Linked DNA regions of Anolis sagrei: region 2 is linked to region 1. Evidence: chromatin contacts called from public Hi-C data. All regions are on one chromosome and are shown on one strand. The core of a region is the stretch at or near the end of the contact, and the rest is flanking DNA. Distances in the headings are between cores, read along the strand shown. Region 1 holds the start of HSD17B4 (hydroxysteroid 17-beta dehydrogenase 4). Region 2 holds the start of DTWD2 (DTW domain containing 2).

What was found. Hi-C and Micro-C count contacts between places; a contact is called where the count stands out from the background.
Region 2: a Hi-C map of mixed tissue shows a contact between it and region 1, with 3 times the contacts expected there. The contact joins the promoter of DTWD2 here to the promoter of HSD17B4 in region 1. A contact is called at or near these places in 2 of 2 Hi-C or Micro-C datasets (both in mixed tissue).

Annotation. Positions count from the first base shown.
Region 1 is chr2:241,560,829-241,567,716 of rAnoSag1.mat, forward strand. It overlaps HSD17B4 (hydroxysteroid 17-beta dehydrogenase 4), which reads right to left and starts at 4,124. Exons shown (of 24, transcript XM_060761948.2): 1 at 4,000-4,124. The coding sequence starts at 4,057.
Region 2 is chr2:241,731,871-241,738,758 of rAnoSag1.mat, forward strand. It overlaps DTWD2 (DTW domain containing 2), which reads left to right and starts at 3,242. Exons shown (of 6, transcript XM_060761940.2): 1 at 3,242-3,544. The coding sequence starts at 3,363.

The DNA.
Region 1 (6,888 bases), core at 2,874-5,373:
TTTCTATTATTATTATGCTATTATTCCTATTAGACCCTGGGGGAATGGGAGAGGTGCCAGGTCCCAGAGGCAATGCATTGCATTATTGTTATTGTTATGATGGTGGTGAAATAAAAGGAAATAAAAAGAGAAAGAAGGAAGCAAACAGGGAGGGAGGAAAGGCAAAGGAAGAAAGGGGGAGGGAATGAAGGAAAGGGAGAGAGAAGGATGAAACCAAGTAGTGAAAGAAGGAAAGAAAGAAAGCGGTAGAGAAGGAAGAAAGGAGAGAAAGGGGGAGGAAAAGGGGGTAGGAATAGGTAGGTACCTCTCTTTCATAATAGTCCAGATATCTACCTCAACTTTGATAAGTTTTACTATAGGCCACAGCCACGCGTGGCAGGGCACAGCTAGTAAGAAACTGTTAGAAAGTATTTACGTAATAGCTTTAAGTTAAATAAAGGTCTCAGTCTCAGAGCAAATTTTCTAGGGCTGAATTAGCATATTTGAACAAAGAATGTTGTTACAGCTGGCCAATTTTCAAAATGCTGTCACACAACTGGTGAGAACAGGACCTCAAAAGAAACACTTGCCAAAATGAGAAAGCAACAAACATGAAGAGAAGGTAGAACAACAAGAAGAGCCATCTTGTAAATAACAACATGGAATGACATCTGAACATCTAATATAGGAAGAGCAGAACAAATTCCAATTAATAAACATACGTATTAAGATGAAATTACTTTTCACTGAATCCAGTTCTATACACTAAAAACATGTGGCAAACTACTCTATTTCCATACTATTTTAATTTTTGAAGTATCAAAATAATTTCTACATAGTTCCCTAAGTATTTTATCATACAGTATTTATATTTAATGCAAATAGGAAAACTGCATTTATGAGTTAGTGGGATATATTTTTCTTGAGCAAATATATTTTTCTTGAGCAAATCTGTTGGCATTTTGTTTCTGTTTCTGCTCAAACTGTATGTTGATCCTTTTATAAATAAGAAGCAAAAATAAATATCCTAAGAAATCTCTTCCCCTAAATCAGAAAAGTCCCCTTCCTCCTAACTACTGTTTTGTGTTTATCAAACAACTTGTTCAAGAATCCTAGTATATACCTATATTTCCACATCATGTCAGCTTTCTATATATAAATGCACCTCCCGTGTATATTGGGGTCGCGGTGGAGCAGGATTTTAAACCGCTGTGTTGCGGAACTTGCTGACTGAAAGGTTAGAGGTTCGAATCAAGGGAGCAGGGTGAGCTCCCATCATTAGCCCTTGCTTCTGCAAGCTAGCAGTTCGAAAACATGCAAATGTGAGTAGACCAATAGGTACTGCTTAGGCAGGAAGGCATCCATGCTCCATGCAGTCATGCCAGCTACATGACCATCCTAGGAGGTGTCTACAGACAACACCAGCTCTTCAGCTTAGAAATGGAGATGAGCACGACCCCCAGAGTCAGACTCGGCTAGACTTAATGTCAAGGGGAAACCTTTACCTTTACCCCCCATGTAAACGAGTTTTGAAAAGGACATTTTATTATTGTGCTGTGCTATTCATATCCCACCTTGATGCAGCTTGAATTGGGTAACAGCCCCAACTTTGAATTTAATCTGATAGGAAATAACTTGTTAATTCTGAAATGTTGACAGTACTGTCTCTCCATTTTGCCCTGTTTACTTCATACTATATTTGTGGTTCAGATACCTGTCTCTCTGTTACCATGTATTAAAACTTAACTGAGAAAGCCTGATAGGAAGGGTGTATCTATTCTCAATGCAATGGGAATCTGGGATTTGTACTTTGGTGAGGCACCAGCCCTACAACTCTAAAGATCCCAATTGAGCCATCAGAGTTAAAGTGGTGTCAAACTGCATTCATTTTACAGTGTAAATGCACCCCAAGAAACTTAACCTAAAATCAATAAATCAGCATTCAGAATGCTTCAAGGCATAACTCATTAAGTTTAACCAGACCAACAAGTCAGTAGCATATATTATATTGCAAAATACAGGCTGGGTTTGCTATCTATGTTTACTATCTTCTTCAGTAGTTGCTTCATTTGGGAGTGAGCAGCCCTAGGGAAACAATCCTCTCAACCACAATATGGGAATCACAGGCAATAACCTAAACCTTTGTCCAGCCAAAGTCAAAAACATATGCTACATACTTAAGAGGGCTCAAAGTTCATCTACTACAGAATGAATGCAGTTTGACACTACTTTAACTGTCACGACTCAATGAGTTGGAACAATGAGAGTTGTACTTTTACATGGCCTTTAGCCTTCTCTGCAAAAAAAGTGCTGGAATGTCACCAAACTACAACTCCTGTGATTCCATAGCATTGTGACATGGCAGTTAAAGTAGTGTCAAAACTGCATTCATTCTAGTGTAGATGCACCCTTAGCCTTCAATGCCTATTTGCCAAGGTATAGTTTTCCTTTTGACAAAACAGTAGAGCAGGGAATCACAAGACTCTGCAGATTGCAACTCTCCATATCCTCCTCTTTGGCTCTGTTTGATAGGAACTGCAGTACAAACCCTATGGTGGTTTTTTTTTCCTTAAATAATGTCCGAAGTGACTTCTGATGTGAGAGAGACGTTGCCCAGGGAACGCCCGGATGTGTTACCATTCTGTGGGAGGCTTCTCTCATGTCCCCACATGGAAGCTGGAGCTGATAGGTGGGACCTCACCCCGTCTCACGGATTCGAACTGCTGACCTTCAGTTCAGCAGTTCAGCTGGCACAAGAGTTTAATCTATGCTGTGAAATAGTATAAAAGGGAAGGATCAGGAGGACCAGAATATCTTTAGCTTAATCAGACTGACAATAATAGCTTCAGAAGATATATGGTCCTCCATATCCACGGATTCTGCATCCACAGTTTGAATATATTTTAATGCAAAAAAATATATACTGATTTTGCATTTTATATAAGAAACACCAGTTTACTATATTATTATATCACTGTATGCAATGGGACTTGGGAATCCACAGATTTTTGGTGTCTATGACAGCTGTGGAACCAAACCCCAGGCCAACTTTATAGCTAATTTGTGAAATTCAGTATTATGGCTTAAAATAATGATGTTATTTAATTTATTATCATTCCACCAAAGGTCTCACGTTATATTTTTATTTTGAAACCCCTTCCAACAACCTTAGCAAGCAGGCCAAGGTCCTTCTTCTGAGACTTAGGGGCTGAGTGAGGATTCGAACACATGTACGCTGAGGTGCATCCACACTGCAGAATTAATGCCATAACTCAATGTGATGGGAGTTGAGGGAGTTGTAGTTTGGTGAGGACCCAGAAGAAGACTGGTCTCATAGCATTGAGCCGTGTCAAAATGCATTAATGATATAGTGCAGATGTATTCTAGGGTTATAGTGTCAGTCTGGAACAAAGGTGGCATACAAACTCAATAATACAACAGTGTCAGGCATGGGCAAACTTCGGCCCTTCAGGTGTTTTGGACTTCAACTCCCTACCGGCTGTTAGGAATTGTGGGAGTTGAAGTCCAAAACACCTGAAGGGCCGAAGTTTGCCAGGCATACAAATACAAATAGTAATATTAATGATTAATAATTATTATTATTACTATTAATAACTAATAATAATAATAATACACTCTAACCCAATGGTTCTCAACCTGTGGGTCCCCAGGTGTTTTGGACTACAACTCCCAGAAATCCCAGCCAGTTTACCAGCTGTTAGGATTTCTGGGAGTTGAAGGCCAAAACATCTGGGGACCCACAGGTTGAGAACCACTGCTGTAACCATTACAAGTGCACAGACTGGAAAAACGCCAAGATCCCACTAGGAACACTGGATTTGTGAGGATTTCATGGGAAGGGATGGCCCCAATAGGACACGAGACCATTCTCCCCCCAAAAGCAGTGCATTCACACGTTACTCTCAACGAAGAGAGCAATAAGGCAAAAAGGCTCCTCTCCCCGACCCACTTCTGGGGATCCAGCAGCCTCGGGGACCTTCAGGGTCTCATCCTGCTTACCTCCTCCCGCCCCGGTGACCAGGACCACTCTCCCGTCAAACCTCAGCGGAGACGACATCCTGCTGCCTCCTCAAGTCGCCAAGATTGACAGAGAACTGGGAAGAAGTTGGGCAAAGGGTAGGAAGGACTGCGCACGCGCAGGTTGCCTCTCTCCCTCGCTCGCAGCATTCTGGGAAGGGTAGTTTCCTCGCGAGGGCTCTCTCTATGCGCCAGGCCAGTCGACTCAGTGGTGTGGTGAGCGCGCGATGGCTTGCACAAGACTACAACCCCCATTTTTATTTCTTGTGTCAGGGCAGCCAGTCAATTATATTACATTTCTAACAGAACAAAGCAAACAAACAAAGAAAATACAAAATGTGTGAGTTTGGTAGTTGATTAAATGTCCTTTGACCAGTATCTGGCCACTTGGAGTGCTTCTGGTGTTGCTGCAAGAAGGTCCTCCATTGTGCATGTGGCAGGGCTCAGGTTGCATTGCAGCAGGTGGTCAGTGGTTTGCTCTTCTCTGCACTCGCATGTCGAGGATTCCACCCTGTAGCCCCATTTCTGAAGGTTGGCTCTGCATCTCATGGTGCCAGAGCGCAGTCTGTTCAGTGCCTTCCAAGTCGCCCAGTCCTCTGTGTGCCCAGGGGAGAGTCTCTCATTTGGTATCAGCCATTGGTTGAGGTGCTGGGTTTGAGCCTGCCACTTTTGGACTCTCGCTTGCTGAGGTGTTCCAGCTAGTACGATCTCGATATCAGTGTCTTTGTAGATCATAGAAAACTATGTCTGGATTTAAGTCGTTGACATGCTGGCTGATACCCAAACAGGGGGTGAGCTGGAGATGTCTCTGCCTTGGTCCTTTCACTATTGGCTGCCACGTCCCGGCGAATGACAGGTGGTGCGATACTGGCCACAATGCGGCATGTCTCATTAAGAGCCACATCCACTGTTTTAGTGTGGTGAGATGTGTTCCACACTGGGCATGCATACTCAGCAGCAGAGTAGCACAGCGCAAGAGGAAATGTCTTCACTGTATCTGGTTGTGATCCCCAGGTTGTGCCAGTCAGATTTCGTATGATATTGTTTCTAACACTTTTTGCTTGATGTTCAGGCAATGCTTCTTGTAGGTAAAAGCATGGTCCATGAATATCAACCCCCATGATCTCATCCTATCAAACCATGGATATTAAAGCAGTGTCCAAGACCCATCTAGGCTGTCAGTTTCCAACAGTGGGGCATTCATTCTAGGTGCAGCCTTCAAAAAGCAGTTGTGCCTCTATAGCATTTGTAGCAATCTTACTTACTTAGGTGATTCCTCGTAGGACTGTCTTCCAAGACTGGTGTCCTGGCTGTGGGTCCGTAGGTGACTGTGGAGCCCTATTCTTGATCTGCATCTTCTCCCGCAGTGAGGGCATCGGTTTCCAGGTGGAAGGCGGTCTCAGTCGGGGTTGGCTTGACGCGCCTTCCTCTTGGCACGTTTCTCTCTTTCGCCCTCCAGTCATGCCTCTGCAAATTCTGCAGCACTGCTAGTCACAGCTGACCTCCAGCTGGAGCGCTCGAGGGCCAGGGCTTCCCAGTTCTCAGTGTCTATGCCAGAGTTTTTAAGGTTGGCTTTGAGCACATCTTTAAATCTCTTTTCCTGTCCTCCAACATTCCGTTTTCCGTTCTTGAATTCGGAATAGTGCAACTGTTTTGGGAGACGGTGGTCAGGCATCCAGACAACATGGCCAATCCAGCGGAATTGATGGTGGAGGACTTTGCTTCTTCCAGCACGCTGACATTTGTCTGCTTGTCTTCCCAAGAGATTTGCGGGTGGCCACGGCCGACAGGGAGCTCTGGCATGGGCTGGTCCATGAGGTCATGAAGAGTCGGAAGCGAATGAACTGTACAAAAACAATTGTTCTTTAGGAAAAAACACCACTTTAGAAAAAAAAAATCAAGAGTTTCTTTCTCCAATCTGTAGAATGATAGGCATTAAAGGCTGATTGATTTCACAGTTTTGAAAGTGGTTTTTTTAATTCAAAATTTTTCCGTAACAAATGCTTTTCAAAAGTAACCAAAAACACCGCATTTTACCGTTATACATTCCAGCAGCAACAGAATTATAATGCCAAAAATATTCCTTGCTTCCTTCCGTCTCTCTTTGGCACCTTGGTCCAGAAAAAAAGAGGACTGAGACTGAGCTTGAATGATTATGGTGTTTCTCCACTGAATCTCATAAATATGCAGTAACTTCAAAGCTACATACAGTAAGTTATGACCGTACTACGGTAAGTTATGATCGTACTACGATACTTTTTCACTTTTCTAGAAAGATGGGAGTTAATTATAAGTTCTCATTGTGAGTAATGAGCTTTCCTCAAGACAGGCAATGAGTTGTAACATTACTTGTACAAAACCTGTTTTTCAATAACTAGGAACTGATTCAATAACAGAACATGGATCCTTTGCTTACACTTCAGTTTTTCAAGTTTGTGGAAATACCGAATCCATAGAGCAGTGTCTTTCTAATGGAAGCAATGGCCTAGGAAAGAGACTCGTGTGAGACTTTTTGCAACAAAAATGACTGAAATCCTGTGGCATCTCAAAGGTTAACAGGTTTTACTTTGTCCAAGCTTTTGTGGAGCTGACTTTAATGAAGGAGTTTAAGTCCATGAAAACGTATACCAGATAAAATTTGTTTGTCTTTAAAGCAGTGGTTCGCAACTTGTAGGCCCCCAGGTATTTTGGTCTACAACTCCCAGAAATCCCAGCCAGTTTACCAGCTGTTGGGATTTCTGGAAGTTGAAGGCCAAAACATCTGGGAACCCACAGGTTGAGAACCACTGCTAGGGTATCTGCTATGGTATGAGGCTTTACAGTTGTAGGCAAGGTTGTAAAAGGGAATCGTTCCCTGGCCTTTGGAAGAGG
Region 2 (6,888 bases), core at 1,992-4,491, 170 kb after region 1:
TGACCACCAATGAATTCTATAGGAAGGAGATAGCAAACAAACCAGTTTATTGATCATAATCTGATTATGAGCCAGCATTGTGAATTCTATTTTAACCTGCATTAATAGAAGCATAGTATCTAACTAGAGGGAAGGCATAGTCCCATTATTTTCTGTGCTGGTTAGGCCTCATTTGGAATAACTTCAGTTCTTGGTGCCTCAGAGATATAACTGGACCTGCCTTAGATATGGGCAAGAAGGATGCTAAAAAGTGTGAAGAACAAAATGTATATGAAGATAAGTTGAAAGAGCTGGGCTTGTTTGGTTTGGTGAGGAAAAGACTGACAGGACTGCACTCTTTAAGTACCAAAGGGGCTGCCACAAAAAGCACTGTGGAAGGCCTCTTCCCTGTTGTCCCAGAGGGTAGGACCAAGTATAATAGAAGTTAAAATAAATAACAGGAGGATAGATATTGATCGAACATTAGAAATTCAATCATGAAGTTTAGGCCGTAAGAGCAGTTCATCAGAGGAAGCAATCGCATGGAGAAGTGGGATCTCCTTCTCTGGATGTCTCCAAAAAGAGGCTGAGCAGCTGCCTGCTAGGGGTTGAGTAGGAGGTTGGATGGGCCATAAATCCCCTTGATGGGCCATAAATCCCCTTCAAACTCTTTGACAGATTTAAACTATCTGAGGATCCTGCATTGAGCAGTGAGTTGGATTCAATGGTCAATGAGGCCAAATTCCAACTGGTTCTGTAGGGTTCTTACGTTTTTCAAATAATCTTAAACACCCATAGTTTAAATTTGAATTGAAATGTATTCAAAATTTCTAAGTTAATAAAGATGGTTTGCCTTTATGAATTCGTGGTATTACCAGTGTTATTGATAGGTTGATTTTTTTTTTTTTGCTCTGGCTTAAGCATCAACATTTCTTCAATTTACATTGGACACATTATTATTTGGATCATTCCAAATTTTGCACAGCATGTTAAGTATGGTATATTTTTTAATTAAGAAGCATAGCACTGGCCACTAACTTGGACAGATTTAAGATCGGATTACAACATTTGTGGAGGATGAGGTTCTAAATGGCTATTAGTTATCATAGCTATATAGTACTTGCAATATGCACCTGTGTGTCAGTTACTGTGAATCACAAGTAAGAGTGCAATACTATAGAGCATGGAGTTAACTGCTTGATCACAGCATGGTGGACTAAATAGGTCTTTTGTCTGCTCTGGAGAGGCTGTGCTTAAGTGCCCCACTGAGTTCACAGAGGCTCCTTCCTTTGATCATGTGCAGAACATTGCAGCCTTAGTTTAATCATGTTTACTTGGAGGTTAGTTCAATTGATCTCAATTGAATTTCCTTCTTCATAAATGTTGTTGACACCACACTCATAGTCATCACTGACTTTTAGCTTGACTGACGCGTGATCAGAAAAAGGAAGGCGTGCTTTTTCTGTTCCGTGATCCGTGGGTATTTCCATTTTTGTTGTCCTAAATAAGTAAAATAAAACAAAAATGGAGCTGCATAGCTACCAGGGATTTGTGTGTTTGTGAAATGTTCCCCTTTCTGATTATGATAAACACTTGCTGCCCAGAAACTTGCTGTTTATGGTAACAAACCGTATGCTTTAGTGAAAATGGAAAAGAGAAGTCTTAGGGCTTTTCCATGGTATCAGTGAAATTTCCATTGAACAATTGCTTCCTAAATTCTTTTAGGAAATGTGCAGAAAAGAGAAGTGCTCCATTAAAAAGTAGCATATGCTAGCAAAATAAGGTAACAGTCCAACAGCAGACCCATTTCTGTGGTCATGGAATGCAGACTTTAGGAGGAGGAGTGGCTTCAGTCCTGAAAAGCCACATTCCACGGCCCCACTTTGTTGTATGTCTCAATTATGGATCTTGGTTTCTGTTTTGGTCCCACACCAACACACTGGTGATTTTATTCCACTTCACCTTTCACTGTATTTGTATTGAAAACATAGCCATACCTCCTTGGCCATGTTGACACTTTATACTTCAGCACAGAAAGGACTTGGGCACAAAGCCAGAGTATGCCTTCAGGGTTAAAGGAAATGTTTATATGCTAATATTAGTTGCAACAAGGAAACTCTTACACTGAGGCTGCATCTACACTGGAGAATGAATTCAGTTCGACACCACTTTCACTGCAATGGTTTAATGCTCTGGAATCATGACAGCTGTAGTTTGATGAGGCACCAGCTTGCTTTCACAGAAAAGGCAAAACTACAACACACTAAGCAACAAAACCCAGGATTCCACAGCATTGAGTTAGCACAATGAAAGTGGCATCAAACTGCATTACTGCAATGGTAGAGCAGGCATGGGCGAACTCCGGCTCTCCAGGTATTTTGGACTACAACTCCGCTGTTAGGAATTGTGGGAGTTGTAGTCCCAAACACCTGGCGAGCCGGAGTTTGCCCATGCCTGCCATTGAGTAACCATAATTCAAAGTCAATTTGACGGCCACGAATAACACCAGGAAGCATATTTTTAAAATATATTTTGCTGTTCTAATTCATACATTGTTTTTTAAATCATACATTACTATTTTATTCTAGTTATATATTGTTTGAATTTTTCCAGCTAACTGCCCTGAATACCATTATCAGGAGAAAGGTTGGATAAAAATGAATATATTAATAATATTAATAACATTGTTGAAGGCTTTTGTGGTCGGAATCTCTGGGTTGCTGTAAGTTTTTCGGGCTTTATGGCCATGCTCCAGAAGCATTCTCTCCTGACATTTCTCCTGCATCTATGGCAGGCATCCTTAGAGGTTGTGAGGTCTCACAACCTCTGAGGATGCCTGCCATAGATGCAGGAGAAACGTCAGGAGAGAATGCTTCTGGAACATGGCTCACATGAGGATGCCTGCCATAGATGCAGGAGAAACGTCAGGAGAGAATGCTTCTCGAACATGCCCATACAGGCAGAAAAACTTATAGCAACCCATTAATAACATTGTAAACAATGCAAATTCAAAACTATAAAAAATAATTCCCTACTCTTTTGAAAAACACTTTTCTTAAATAGTGAATATACTGGAAGTATAACAATCAATTCCCAGAATCCCTGAACATTGGCCGGGAAGCTGAGGCTTTTGGGAGTTGAAGTCCAAAAGAGATCAGTTTGGGACTCATGCCATCTTGTGCGCAGACGCAAAACCCTCCGCTTGCCCTTCACCTCGCTTTCTGATTGGCTGATAATCCTAGAAGGGGGCGGGCGGAGGCCCTTTCCATCACATGACCCTGGAAGAGGGCGGGGTGGCTGCCCCGCATGGTGCCCATCCCGACGGGTTCTCCGCAGGGTCCTACTGTCCCTCTTTCCAATAGCCGTCGTATAGGACGGAAGCCATGGAAAAAGAAATGTTGGCAACGGGCGCGGCGGGCCCTAGAGAAGAAGAAGAAGAAGAAGCGGAGGGCCACACAGCTCCCGCTAGTGTCAGCTCTCCCACGGAGGACAGCGAAGGCTGCGAGGGCCTCTGGGAGCTACCCGTGGAGCTCAGCGAGCGGAGACCGGAGTGCAGCCGCTGCGGGTGAGTGGGAAGCCAGGCCGGCTGTGCCTGCAGGTCACGTGATGTTCCCTCCCTAGGCCAGGTGTCGCGCTGCCTCTGCTGGCCAACAGCGGCATTGCAACTCTTTTTCCTGCCATAAGAAAGAAGAGAAAACCCTTGCAAGCAAACCAGCCACCTGCTGTCAAAAAAGGAGAAGTGCATCTTGAGCTGTGGAATGAATGAAGTTTGATAGATACCGCTAACTGTCATGGCTCAGTGCTATGAAATTATAGGAACTGTGGTTTTGCAAGGTGTTTCGGCTTCTTTGCTAAATAGTGCTGGTGCCCCACTACACTCCAATCTCATGATTCCACCTAGTATTGTGACACAACAGTTAAAGTGGTTTCAAACTGCATTCATTTTACAATGGAGATGTGCCCTTCCTCTCTTTCCAGAGTGGTGCTTTGGCTGGAAGGGATTGTTTTGCTTTCATTGATTTTTCTCCCTTTTGTTATTATAGGTGGAACATCCCTTATCCTAAAATGTCCTATATTTTGGATTTTGCAGCATTATATAATTAAGAGCTGGGAGCCATATCTACACATGTAATCCCTTCTGATTCATATACTCTTGTTGTTGTTCATTCGTTCAGTTGTCTCCGACTCTTCGTGACCTCATGGACCAGCTCACGCCAGAGCTCCCTGTCGGCCGTCACCACCCCCAGCTCCTTCAAGGTCAGTCCAGTCACTTCAAGGATGCCATCCATCCATCTTGCCCTTGGTCGGCCCCTCTTCCTTTTACCTTCTACTTTCCCCAGCATAATTGTCTTCTCTAGGCTTTCCTGTCTCCTCATGATGTGGCCAAAGTACTTCAACTTTGTTTCTAGTATCCTTCCCTCCAATGAGCAGTCGGGCTTTATTTCCTGGAGGATGGACTGGTTGGATCTTCTCTCAGTCCAAGGCACTCTCAGAACTTTCCTCCAGCACCACAGTTCAAAAGCATCTATCTTCCTTCGCTCAGCCTTCCCTAAGGTCCAGCTCTCACATCCGTAGGTGACTACAGGGAATACCATGGCTTTGACTATGCGGATCTTCATTGCCAGTGTGATATCTCTACTCTTTACTATTTTATCGAGATTGGACATTGCTCTCCTCCCAAGAAGTAAGCGTCTTCTGATTTCCTGGCCACAGTCTGCATCTGCAGTAATCTTTGCGCCTAGAAATACAAAGTCTGTCACGGCCTCCACATTTTCTCCCTCTATTTTCCAGTTGTCAATCATTCTTGTTGCCATAATCTTGGTTTTTTTTATGTTTAGCTGCAACCCGGCTTTTGCGCTTTCTTCTTTCACCTTGATTAGAAGGCTCCTCAGCTCCTCCTCGCTTTCGGCCATCAGAGTGGTGTCATCTGCATATCTGAGGTTGTTAATGTTTCTTCCAGCAATTTTCACCCCAGCTTTGCATTCATCAAGCCCCGCACATCGCATGATGTGTTCTGCATACAAGTTAAAAAGGTTGGGTGAGAGTATGCAGCCTTGCCGTACGCCTTTCCCAATCTTGAACCAGTCTGTTGTTCCGTGGTCAGTTCTTACTGTTGCTACTTGGTCCTTGTACAGATTCCTCAGGAGAGAGACAAGGTGGCTTGGTGTGCCCATCACACTAAGAACTTGCCACAATTTATTATGATCCACACAGTCAAAGGCTTTAGAATAGTCAATGAAGCAGAAATAGATGTTTTTCTGAAACTCCCTGCATCTGTTCCCTGCATCACAGGCACCTTCCAAATAAATAGCTAGCACGGGGGCAGAACACGACCCCTTATAAGAGACATGGACATATACACAAAACACGACCCCTTATAAGAGACATGGACATATACACAAATTTTAATAATGAAATGTATGGGGACACAACATATGAAAATCTTTATATATATATATATACACACACACACACACACACACACACATTATCCAGTGGATATTGGCAATCTGGTCTCTCGTTCATATACTCTGCTCATCTCCATTTCTAAGCCAAAGAGCTCGTGTTGTCTGTAGAGACTTCCAAGGTCATGTGGCTGGCATGACTGCATGGAGTTACCTTCCCGCTGGAGCAGTACTGATTGATGTACTCACATTGGCATGTTTTCAAACTGCTAGGTTGGTAGAAGCTGGGACTGACAGCGGGAGCTCACTCTGCTCACTGTATTCAAACCGCCGACCTTTTGGTCATCGAGTTCAGCAGCACAGTGGTTTAACCCACTGTGCCACCAGGGGCTCCTTAATAATATAATAATTACATATTATATATTACATGTAATATTACTAATAATATTGCAGTAAAGTGGTATACTGCAATGTAGTAATATATAATAATAATAATAATAATATGCTATGCTCATAATATGATATATTGTATGTACATGTTGTTGTTTATTCGTTTCCGACTTTTCGTGACCTCATGGACCAGCCCACGCTAGAGCTCCCTGTCAGCCGTCATCACCCCCAGTTCCTTCAAGGTCAATCCAGTCACTTCAAGGATGCCATCCATCTATCTTGCCCTTGGTCGGCCCCTCTTTCTTTTTCCTCCCATTTTCCCCAGCATAATTGTCTTCTCTAAGCTTTCCTTTCTTCTCATGATGTGGCCAAAGTACTTCATCTTTGATTATATGTACATATAATATTGATAATATTGTCATACAATATAATATTAATAATAATAATACAGTGTAATTGAGATCCAATTGAAACCATAGGAAAGTGACATCCAGTCAGAACTGTGGTTATGTTTCAAGGATTTTAATTCCCCTCACAAGGACTGGCAGTAAGTCACTTGAGGAGAGGAAATTTTGGATCTGTTACTTAATAAATTGTTTTTACTTCAAATGTGTAGCATTCGATCTGTTCCCTGCATCACAGGCACCTTCCAAATAAATAGCTAGCACGGGGGCAGAACACGACCCCTTATAAGAGACATGGACATATACACAAATTTTAATAACGAAATGTATGGGGACACAACATATGAAAATCTTTCTTATATATATATATATATATACACACACACACACACACACACACACACACACATACATAGAATCAGAGGGTTTTTTTATGTTCTTGTGACACACCTACAGACTGCAGCTGACACACAGGACCCTTCCACACAGCCTTATATCCCAGAATATCAAGGCAAAAATCCCACGATATCTGCTTTGAACTGGGTTATCTGAGTCCACACTCAGATAATGTGGGATTTTCTGCCTTGATATTCTGGGATATAGGGCTGCGTGGAAGGGCCCACAGGTTATGCTTTTTTCCCCAAAGAAAGCATTTCAATTCAGGGTGAATAAATGTACAAATCCTATGTATACGATGGCAATGTGCAAAG